Regions from separate parts of the Sus scrofa genome. Here regions 2 and 3 are each linked to region 1. The links are chromatin contacts, called in public HiChIP or PLAC-seq maps. All regions are on one chromosome and are shown on one strand. The core of a region is the stretch at or near the end of the contact, and the rest is flanking DNA. Distances in the headings are between cores, read along the strand shown.

What was found. HiChIP or PLAC-seq counts read pairs in DNA pulled down with a chosen protein or histone mark.
Region 2: a contact with region 1 is called in an H3K27ac HiChIP or PLAC-seq map of alveolar macrophages. The contact joins two enhancer-like sites. A contact is called at or near these places in 3 of 47 Hi-C or Micro-C datasets (blood and liver) and 2 of 2 datasets of contacts at active chromatin or transcription factors (alveolar macrophages and skeletal muscle).
Region 3: an H3K27ac HiChIP or PLAC-seq map of alveolar macrophages shows a contact between it and region 1. The contact joins the promoter of GPCPD1 here to the enhancer-like site in region 1. A contact is called at or near these places in 1 of 5 promoter capture datasets (fetal liver), 7 of 47 Hi-C or Micro-C datasets (blood, embryonic fibroblasts, liver and 2 more) and 2 of 2 datasets of contacts at active chromatin or transcription factors (alveolar macrophages and skeletal muscle).

What each region holds. Positions count from the first base shown.
Region 1 is chr17:14,545,528-14,548,921 of Sscrofa11.1, reverse strand. No RefSeq gene overlaps it. Among named protein-coding and RNA genes, the nearest start is that of C17H20orf196, 63 kb to the left of the region's middle. Within about 2 kb of position 1,646, at least 13 of the 83 cell types and tissues checked have an H3K27ac peak or open chromatin away from gene starts, as enhancers often do. A contact at or near this core is called in alveolar macrophages and embryonic fibroblasts, where this site is marked.
Region 2 is chr17:14,618,311-14,621,704 of Sscrofa11.1, reverse strand. C17H20orf196 reads right to left here. Exons shown (of 3, transcript XM_021078198.1): 2 at 2,141-2,321. Among named protein-coding and RNA genes, the nearest start is that of C17H20orf196, 9.3 kb to the right of the region's middle. Within about 2 kb of position 1,819, at least 11 of the 83 cell types and tissues checked have an H3K27ac peak or open chromatin away from gene starts, as enhancers often do. A contact at or near this core is called in alveolar macrophages, where this site is marked.
Region 3 is chr17:14,474,358-14,477,751 of Sscrofa11.1, reverse strand. GPCPD1 (glycerophosphocholine phosphodiesterase GPCPD1) reads left to right here and starts at 1,529. Exons shown (of 20, transcript XM_021078049.1): 1 at 1,529-1,728.

The DNA of each region.
Region 1 (3,394 bases), core at 397-2,896:
TTTTACTTTTAGGAAATGAGCGTCAGCCTCCCTGACCTTCCTGAGTTCCAAAGGGCAGGTTCAAACAGTAGCTTATCTGGGAAGGGAGGAGATGCAGAGACCAGGCAGGGACAGTCAAGAAAGTGTAGTACAGGAGTTCCCTTTGTGGCTCAGCTGTTAACTGAGCTTGTGGTGTAGGTGGCAGACGTAGCTTGTATCCTGTGTTGCTGTGGCTGTGGCTGTGGGCCGGCAGCTACAGCTCTGATTCGACCCCTGGCCTGGGAACCTCCAGATGCCGCGGGAGCGGCCCAAGAAATGGCAAAAAGACAAAAAAATAAAAAAATAAAAATAACCCCCCAACAAATGAACCAGCACCCCCCAAGCCGTCCTGGGGCCGCTAAATACCAGCTTCAAAGAATGAAAGCTTGTAACTACCTTGATCCTTATCTGTGGCCCTATTTCCTACTCCCAAACTATAAAACCACTTCCTTATCTCTCCCAAAAGAGGGCACAGTCTTTAGGGCATTAGCCTACTGTGTTCTCCTTTCCTGGCAAAACAATAAAGCTATTTTTTTCTCCTTTGCCCCAAACTCTATCTCTTTGTTTCTATTTGGCACCTGTGGACAGAGGCACTCAGGGGCACAGGGCCCCAAGTTCAGCACCTTTGGAGACCTCATTTGGATAAAAACATCACCTCCAGGAAATCATTTGTGAGAGGCTACACATTAATTCATGGCACCCGGAGTTCCGCTTGTGGCGCAATGGGATCGGCAGCATCTTGGGAGCCCTGGGATGCAGGTTTGATTCCCTGCCTGGCACAGTGGGTTCAGGATCCAGCGTTGCTGTAGTTGTGATCCCTGACCAGGGAATTCCATATGCCATGGGTGTCCAAAAAAAAAAAAAAAAAAAGTAATTCACAGCACCGGATAACGTCTATGTCAAAATGCCTTGGCTGCAAGTGATGAAACCTAATTCTAATCAGTGTAGACACCCAAGTGGTGGTGGGGGAACGTTACTTCCTTGTTTAAGCAGGAAGGACAGGGTGCAAACTTTGTGCAACTTGTCTACACAGAGTAGCACTAACTTGTCCTTCCTGATAATTTTTCTTCATGACTTCAATGTTGCTATTGGAGACTATAAGACATAGAGCTCTTTAGCAGAGAGATGCAAATTAAAACAACAATGACCTCTGATTTCAATGAACCCTTGGCAGAGTAAATCTGACAACATCAACTGGTGAGTGAAAAATCGGAAATGGAGATTTCGGAGTTCTGGTCGTGGCTCAGTGGTTAGCGAATCTGACTAGGAACCATGAGGTTTCGGGTTCGATCCCTGGTCTTGCTCAGTGGGTTAAGGATCCAGGCGTTGCCTTGAGCTGTGGTGTAGGTTGTAGACACAGTTCAGATCCCACATTGCTGTGGCTCTGGCATAGGCCAGCAGCTACAGCTCCGATTAGACCCTCAGCCTGGGAATCTCCATATGCCACGGGAGCAGCCCTAGAAAAGGACAAAAAAAAAAAAACAAAAAAAACAAAAAAAATAGAAATGGAGATTTCATTTTGGGAGTGGGTGGGGCGATGCCTGAAGCATGTGGAAATTCCCAGGCTAAGGATAGAACCCATGCCACAGCAGTGACTAAAGCTGCTATAGTAGCAATAAGGGACCCTTAACTCACTGAGTCACAGGAGAACTACAAGAGACAGGGCTTTTATGCTCTGCCAGTGGGAGTGAAAACTGGAATAATTGCAATAGGAGCCATTGTGCAATACTTAGTAAATTTAGTGTCTGGATAATGTCAACTCAAAAAATAAACTCAATTATGTATATGAGCAAGTAAGTTTCTGTTACCAAACAAAGTTTTGGTGCCCACATGGTGAGGCCAAACAAACTGAAACTTTGGAATTTGGGGCAGAGAATGTTTATTGCAGGGCCAAGCAAGGAGAACAGGAGGCTCATGCTCAAAAGCCCCAAACTCCCTGATAGTTTTAGGGGAATGTTTTTATAGGTAAAATTTAGGGTGAGGGCTGCAGGGTGTGTGACCTTCTTCTGACTGGTTGGTGTGAAGTAACAGGGCGGTGCTCCAGGACTCTTGCGCTCAGCCTGAAGTTACCACCCTCCACCTGGATGGGGGCCTTAGTTGCTGCAGAAGAACCTAAAAATATTATGTATGTTCCTTGAGGAGGAACCAGGACCCCACTTTGTCTCTGCAAAATTATTTCCTGATTGCTCCTCCATATCTCCTCTCTTCCCTGATTAGCAGCTGTTTGAAGTTGCCCTTTGGAATTCTGGAAAGGTCGCAGAGGCTGAAGGAGGCCTATTTCCCGCAAACAAGAAACAGGACACAGAAAGGCATTGTACCTGGTAGCCCCACAGGGTCCTGCTCTGTTTCAGTATCTTCGTTTCCTTCCTTCCTTCCTTCCTTCCTTCCTTCCTTCCTTCCTTCCTTCCTTCCTTCCTTCTCTCTCTCTCTTTCTTTCTTTCTTTTTAGGGCCACACCCGCAGCATATGGAAGTTCCCAGGCTAGGGGTTGAATCAGAGCTACAGCTGCCAGCCTATGCCACAGCCACAGCAATGCGGGATCTGAGCCATGTCTCAGCATGTCTGAGCAACGCTGGACCCTTAACCCACTGAGTGGGGCCAGGGATCGAACCTGCATTCTCATTCTCGTGGATACTAGTCGGGTTCGTTTCCGCTGCACCACAATGAGAACTCCTCAGTATCTTAGTTTTAAATTGCATTTCTGTGCTTTCCCACAACTTCCAAACAAACAGGGTGGAACAGTCTCATCCAACTGTACGGCACTTATCTTGTGTCTTGAGAAGAAGGGCTGGTGAAGAGAGGACCAGAGTGGTGGAGAAGAACTTCCCATCCATTACAATGTGTCTTGGCCCTCATGTGACACTCTTGTGTCATCCTGAATGAGGAAGCACTTTCCTTTCTAAAGCTTGTTATTAAAAGAAAATGTTTTTAGAACTACATTCAGTCAAAGCACCCTGTAAGGCCCAGGTATTAAATTCCCAGATTTAACCAAATTAAATATTTTAAAATAATAGCTTCTGATGTGATTTCTTAGCACTTATTTTTTAAAAACTTCAAATATAGCTAAAGCCCTTGTCCCCATCCTCAACTCTACTTTCTTTTGCGGTGGTCACCAATCTCCTAGGCTAAGTGTATAACTTTTACAGGCACAGTTATAAATTTCCCCACATTGTTCAGGACTTTGGCATCATTTGCAAATGGGCTGATTGAGGAGTTCCCATTGTGGCACAACGGAAACAAAGCCGACTAGTATCCATGAAGATGCAGGTTCGATCCCTGGCCTCAATCAGTGGATTAAGGATCTGGTCTTGCTGGTGTAGGTGGTGTAGGTTGCAGAGTAGTGTAGTTTGCAGAGTGGCTCAGATCCCATGTTGCTG
Region 2 (3,394 bases), core at 570-3,069, 73 kb before region 1:
CAAGCTAGAGAAAGAAGCAGAACCAGATTTCACACCAGTCTAGGCCAGCACCCCCACTGGCAATGCCACACAAATGGTTGTCTCAACATCTGAGCGCTCCTTCCCACATTTAGGCCTTTATAAGGGTTTCCAAAAGAACTTTTTTCTATTTTCATTTTTTGCATGAAGTGTCTAGTTTCTGTTTTTGTCTTTTTGTTTGTTTTTGTCTTTTTCGGGTGCACCCACAGCATATGGAAGTTCCCAGGCTAGGGGTCAAGTTGAAGCTGTAGCCACTGGCCTACACCACAGCCACAGCAATGCCAGATCCAAGCCTCATCTGCAATCTACACCACAGCTCACAGCAACATCGGATCCTTAACCCACTGAGCAAGGCCAGGGATCAAAACTGTGTCCTCATAGATGCTAGTCAGATTCGTTTTCACTGAGCCACAAGGGGAACTCCCAAATGTCTAGATTATAAACAAATACTCCAATATAAATATTTCGATGGTCAACTCAATTCAAATGAATAACAGCTGCTTTCTTAGTAACGGAAACTAGAGCAGAGGTAGCAGGTTGGTAGGGAGAGAAAAGGTAAAATGGACTACTCTTCTGAGCCTAGAAAGAAAAAGGATAAGAAACGATCTAATACTTGGTCAGGAACTAACTTAATAAGAGACTGACTGATCCTGATTTCCCTACATCCTGAAAATCAAAACAGGATCAAGGAAGTTTAAAAAGTATTTTTTTCCCATAGAATTCTTTATTTTATTTTATTTTATTTTTTTGTCTTTTTAGGGCCACACCCATGGCATATGGAGGTTCCCAGCCTAGGATTTGAATCAGAGCTGTAGCCGTTGGCCTAAACCACAGCCATAACAACGCCAGATCTGAGCCGCATCTGCAAACTGCACCACAGCTCTCGGCAACACTGGGTCCCTGACCCACTGGGCAAGGGGTTGAACCTGGGTCCTCATGGATGCTAATCAGATTCATTTCCGCTGATGGGAGCTCCCCATGGAATTCTTAAAGACAATAATAGGACGCACCCTACTTATTGCCAAAGTTGAATTCATCATCATTTAGGCCCACATTTTCTTAGTGTACCTGAGTGTCTTTAAAAATATATATTTGGGTATCTTAATATTGACAAAAACAATAATAATAGCACAGAATAATGACAACTGACTGAGCACCTGTGTACAGCAAACATTGTGAAAAGTCCTTTACCTTGTTCCCTGGGTTAAACCTCACTCCATGAGGCAAGTATTTTAGTCACTACTTTGTAGATTCTGGAACTCAGAGGGCTTGAGAAACATGACCCAAGTCACACACCAGTAAGTGACCTGTGGACCTCCAGGCCTGGATTAGGCAATAAACAGGGAGGAGATGTTCTTTACAACCAGAGATGGTCACAATTACATCACAGAATTATCATTAAACTGAAATCATAGGAGTTCCTATTGCTCAGCGAAAAATGAACCAGACTAGTACCCATGAGGACTCAGGTTTGATTCCCGGCCTCAATCAGTGGATTAAGAATCTGGGGTTGCCTTGAGCTGTGATGTAGGTCGCAGATGTGGCTCAGATCTGGCATTGCTGTGGCTGTGGTATAGGCCAGCAGCTGCAGCTCCTACTTGACCCCCAGCCTGGGAACTTTCATATGCCAAAGTTGTGCTCCTAAAAAAAAAAATACAAAAAAACAACAACCCTTAAATCATAGACTTTCTGGCAATTCAGTCAGGGAATTAAAGAGAAGCTGTTCCCCAAATCCAGACCAGGCTTCATAAGAGGAAGACTAACATCCCTAGTGCTGTTAGCTATGACACAGGGCAAGCCCACGTGGCTCTCTTCTGAAGTTTTCAAAGAACAAAACCGAAAAACAATTCCACTCATTCCCTATTGAACCAAGTGTTGCCTGTGTCTGAATGAATTCTGGACAGAGATCAGAAAGGGACTCAGACAAAAGGGCCTCCAGGAAACAGCTCCCTGTCGCAGTTACACCAGGGAGGCTGCCTTTGAAGTCTCTTCCAACGGTTTTGCTTACAGAAGATGTTTTTCTTCCCAAGACAGTGGACCCAGCCATTGGACAAGAGAAACAAAGGATCCCATACCTGCCTATGTTAGGATTTTTGTGTTTGTTTTAAACTCTGCTTCTTACCTGGATCCACATCAGAAGAGCAAGGAAATGAAAGGGCTTCCTCAGAACTGAAAGCCTCGCTGCTGGCCTCCTGGCTGGGTCTCTGCAACACGTAATCCCTTATGTCACAAGCGGATGGCAGGTCCAAAGCATTGCTTCCCTCCCACTGGCTACTGGGGTGGCATCCTGGGTGGCCATCGCCCTGCCATGGCAAAAGAGAACAATTCAATACAGAAGGCATCGCCTAAGAGGAACCCCCAGCACAGTCATGGCTCAAAGCACCTCAAAGCCCCAATAACAGGAGAACCAGAATAATTTACTTTCCTGTCATTAATGGTCCTCCTGGTCTTCACTTTAGACCCAGTATTTGCTTATCCTGTTTCTTCATCAAGAGAAACAAATACTCACAGCACAGAAAGAAACCATGAATAACTTCAGCTGGAAGATGAGCCGCCTATCTGATAAGGATGAACTACTGCATGGCACTATAATCCAAGGACTGTATGAATAGCTAATGAAAAGGGGAACACCCCACATTTTAAATGGGACAACATTTTTAAACCATAGGTAGGGTCTGATCCAGATTTCATAAAGTAAAATACTCTGTGTGGGATGTGTGTATGAAATATATACAGACCTGTAGTGATAAAACAAAAAAAAAGTCTGGAGGGTAGGCATTCCTGTTGTGCCTCAGTGGAAACAAATCCGACTAGGAACCATGAGGTTGCGGGTTCCATCCCTGGCCTTGCTCAATGGGTTAAGGATCCGGCGTTGCTGTGAGCTGTGGTGTAGGTTGCAGACGCGGCTTGGGTCTTGCGTTGCTGTGGTTCTGGCACAGGCTGGCAGCAACAGCTCCATTAGACCCCTAGCCTGGAATCTCCATATGTCGTGGGTGTGGCCCTAAAACGACAAAAAGATAAAAAAAAAGTCTGGAGGGTATATCCCAGATTAATTTCAGTGGCAATTAATTCAGTGGTTTAATTTCTGGGTAGTGAGATTACAGGTGATTTGCATTTCCTTCTGTGGCCTTCAATTGCTGACACACTGGGACTGGGGAGCAAAGGTGAATGTGACAGAGGCCTCCTTCGAGTTACACAGGGACGATCCCAAACATAGGGACAGTGTTAACACGATGGTAAGATGGAGAGGAGGAGGTAGGCTTTTTGCAGGAAGGTGTCCCCACACATGGGGCAGGCTGGGCCATGGTGGGGGTTGGGGGGGGCAGCATGAGCCCCAGAAGAATCAGCTTGGGCAACGACAAGTGGCATGGGGTGT
Region 3 (3,394 bases), core at 280-2,779, 71 kb after region 1:
TTCCCAGGCTAGGGGTCTAATCGGAGCTGTAGCCACCGGCCTAGGCCAGAGCCACAGCAACTCGGGATCCGAGCCGCGTCTGCAACCTACACCACAGCTCACGGCAACGCCAGATCCTTAACCCACTGAGCAAGGCAAGGGACTGAACCTGCAACCTCATGGTTCCTAGTCGGATTTTTTAACCACTGCACCACAACAGGAACTCCAATTTTATTATTATTGTTTTGTTTTTTGGGTTTTTTTTTTTTTTGCTTCCCTGCAGCACATGGAGTTCCCCAGCCAGGGATCAGATCCGTGCCATAGTTGTGACTTAAGCTGCAGCTCAGCAATGCCGTATCCTTAACCCACTGTGTCCAACTAGGGGTCAAATCCACACCCCAGCACTCCCCAAATCCCTGATCCCCTTATGCCACAGTGGGAACTCCAAGACGGTTCTTTGTAAATTTTCGGTATCACACTTGATTTAAATGATTAAATAAAACCTGATAAAATTTTCTTTCAGGAATTAATCAGTGGTTAACCTTGATGCTGGAAAATGTTAAGTTGGGTGAGTGGCAAATGCTGATTAACTCATTTTTCTGGGACCATCAAAAGAGAAAAAAAAACTTCACTTTTTTTTCTTGTCTTTTTAGGGCCCCACGCCTGGCACATGGAAGTTCCCATGCTAGGGGTCTAATCAGAGCTACAGCTGCTGGCCTTACCAGAGCAATAGCAACCCCCAGATTCCAGCCCCGTCTGCAACCTACACCACAGCTCAGGGCAACCCGGTTCCTTAACCCACTGAGCGAGGCCAGGGTTGGAACCCGAAACCTCATGGTTCCTAGTCGGATTCGTTTCCGCTGTGCCACTATGGGAACTCCTCGCTTTTTTTTTTTTTTTTCTTAATATAGCTCATTTTTTCCCCCAGAAATTAAACTACAATTTTTTGCTACTTTTTCCAGCTTCCATAAAATTTCCTTCAAACTTTAATTTACATACAAATAATCTGGGGATCTTGTTAAACGCAATTCGAATAGGCAGAGGATCCCAATAGAGCAATTCTGATCGCTCCCAGGTGATACTGCTGGCTTGGAATATCAAGCTTTCGCAGCGAATGTTGTAAACGCTCAACCATCTTAGGTCACTTAATTCTCCTTCTTAACCCTAAAGATCTGACCCAAGTGTGCTTGTTAATTTGGAACGGAGGAAAAGTTCCTGAGGTCAGGCCTGCTCATTTCTCTCGCTTTCCGATGAGGAAAAATGCAATTTATAATTGCAGCTCCACGTCCTAGTCTAGGTTGTCTTAATACTTAAGAGTTCCAAGATAGGCATCTATGAACCCAAGCCAGGCCTGCTCGGCGCCGCCACCCGCGGCGGATTCCAGCCAACGGAAAAGGCAGACGCCGGGGACCCCGGGGATGCCCGGCCACCACCGATTGACGATGCGGGCCCTTTCCAGGAACTCGCGCGGCCCGCCCCTCACGCGCGGGCGCCTATTGGTTCGGACGGCGCCGGGCGTGACGTCAGGCCCCGCCCGCCAGCCCTCCAGCCCCGCCCCGCGGGATGGCCTGGCGGTTTGGTCTGGAGCAGCTGAAACCGGTTTGAGCGGAGCCGCTTCCTGCCGCTGGGCGCCGCAGCGGTCCGACTCGGAGAGAGCTGGCGAGGTGCGCACGGCGGGTACCCGGCACCTCGGCCCGCGGCACTGCTGTCTGGCGCTGCGGTGGAGGCGCGGACCAGTGGACGGGGCAGGTGAGGCGGGAGGCCGGGCGCTCGACGCGGGGGCCACGGCTGCTGCTCACGTGGCAGCCGAGCTGTCAGGGCGACCCGGCGAGGGGACGCGGTGGGGCGAGGCGTGGGGAGGGTCCCCCAGCCCGAACGGGATCTGCCCGCCGTGGAGACCGCGGCCTGGACGTTGGCTCTCGTAGGTCTGTGGGTAACGCATATTTACTGTATTTATCGTTTGTTGTCACGATTCCGCGGAGCTGCCGGGTGCTTAGTTACCCTCCAAAAATTTTGTAGTGTTTTCAAAATACCAGAATGCATAGACCATAGGACTACCACAACCACGAGTGTTCCAAAAAGCAAGTTAAGGAACGAAGGAACATAAATGCAGCTGAAGTCGTCTGTGTACCCCTAGCAGCATACCCTTCGCCCACCACCACTCTCAGGTTTTATCGCTAAGTAATTCATAGTGTTTTGACAACTGCTTATTTTCTGAAATTGCTTAGTCTTGGGCATGCTTGTGTAATTCAGTCATTCCAAGAAACCGAAATGCCTTACTCTCTTAGGAAAAGGTTCCAGGAATAGACATCAGTGCCCTTGAAATAATTTTAAGACAGCTGCCCCTTCTCCTAAAGCTCTACTTTTTCCAAAGCTCTTTAAATGACCCTGATGACTTCTGGAAAAAAGCCTCCAACGTTTCGATGCTTCATCAGCCCCCTTTTACCCAACTGTTCGTTTCCAAAGGAAATCGGTCATGAATTTAGTCTCGAATTGTAAAGAAATCTTTCACCTTGAGCCAGCTGTCTAGTCTGATGTAACACTTAGAGGAACTGATAGAACCAAGCAGGATGTTTGGACTTGATGTTTTTTTCATACTCTTTTTCAGCCCTTCCTATTTCTGTGCAGTTCCTATTCATTAACCTTTCACCTTACTCCTTCTTGTTACATTTCTGACAGTTAAGACTTAGCTAAGAAACAAATACAAGCTATCAGTCCTTTTCCAACTGGTAACATTCTAGATACAAATAACACAAGATAAACAGGTAAAACTGCAAATGGCTCAGATGGTTCTGGGCTTAACCAGGGAGAACCAATGTTCTAGACCAGTAAGACTTAGAAAAGTTGGACTCAGAAATGACCACAAAAGAAATCTCAGTAGCAGAGTAAGTAAAATTTGATATGTTCAAAACGTAAGCTGATGAGTCAAAACTTTGTGTATAACTTAACCAGGAAAAGCATGTGAAATACATAAGAAAGTAATATCAAGATAAAATGAAAAGGAAAAAAAATGGGCTAAGTTTTATGGTATTGTTTACGAAAGTGATCAAAGAATTAAACTGGCTTAATGAAATCTCTAGAACTGCTTTCTTAATAAAAATCCATTCTCATGTATGCATGCATTTGACTAAAAGATTAGCCCAACGTATACTGGGGTCAGAATAGTCAGATCATAATGAGCATCCAACCAGGATGCACAGAAACTAACTCAGGAAAATGTAAGCATTTCATGTATTTTTCTATAGCCAGTTATGAGAATCAGAACTGTTGGAGCCTAGGAAAGCACAAGGGGAACTGGAAGCAACTTTTTCCTTTTAAAAAAAATATGAAGGAAAACAAATGTGGGGGATTTTGACCAGAAGAAAAAAAAAAAAAAACACGTTTTAGATCAAAATATCTGTGACTTCAGTTTAAC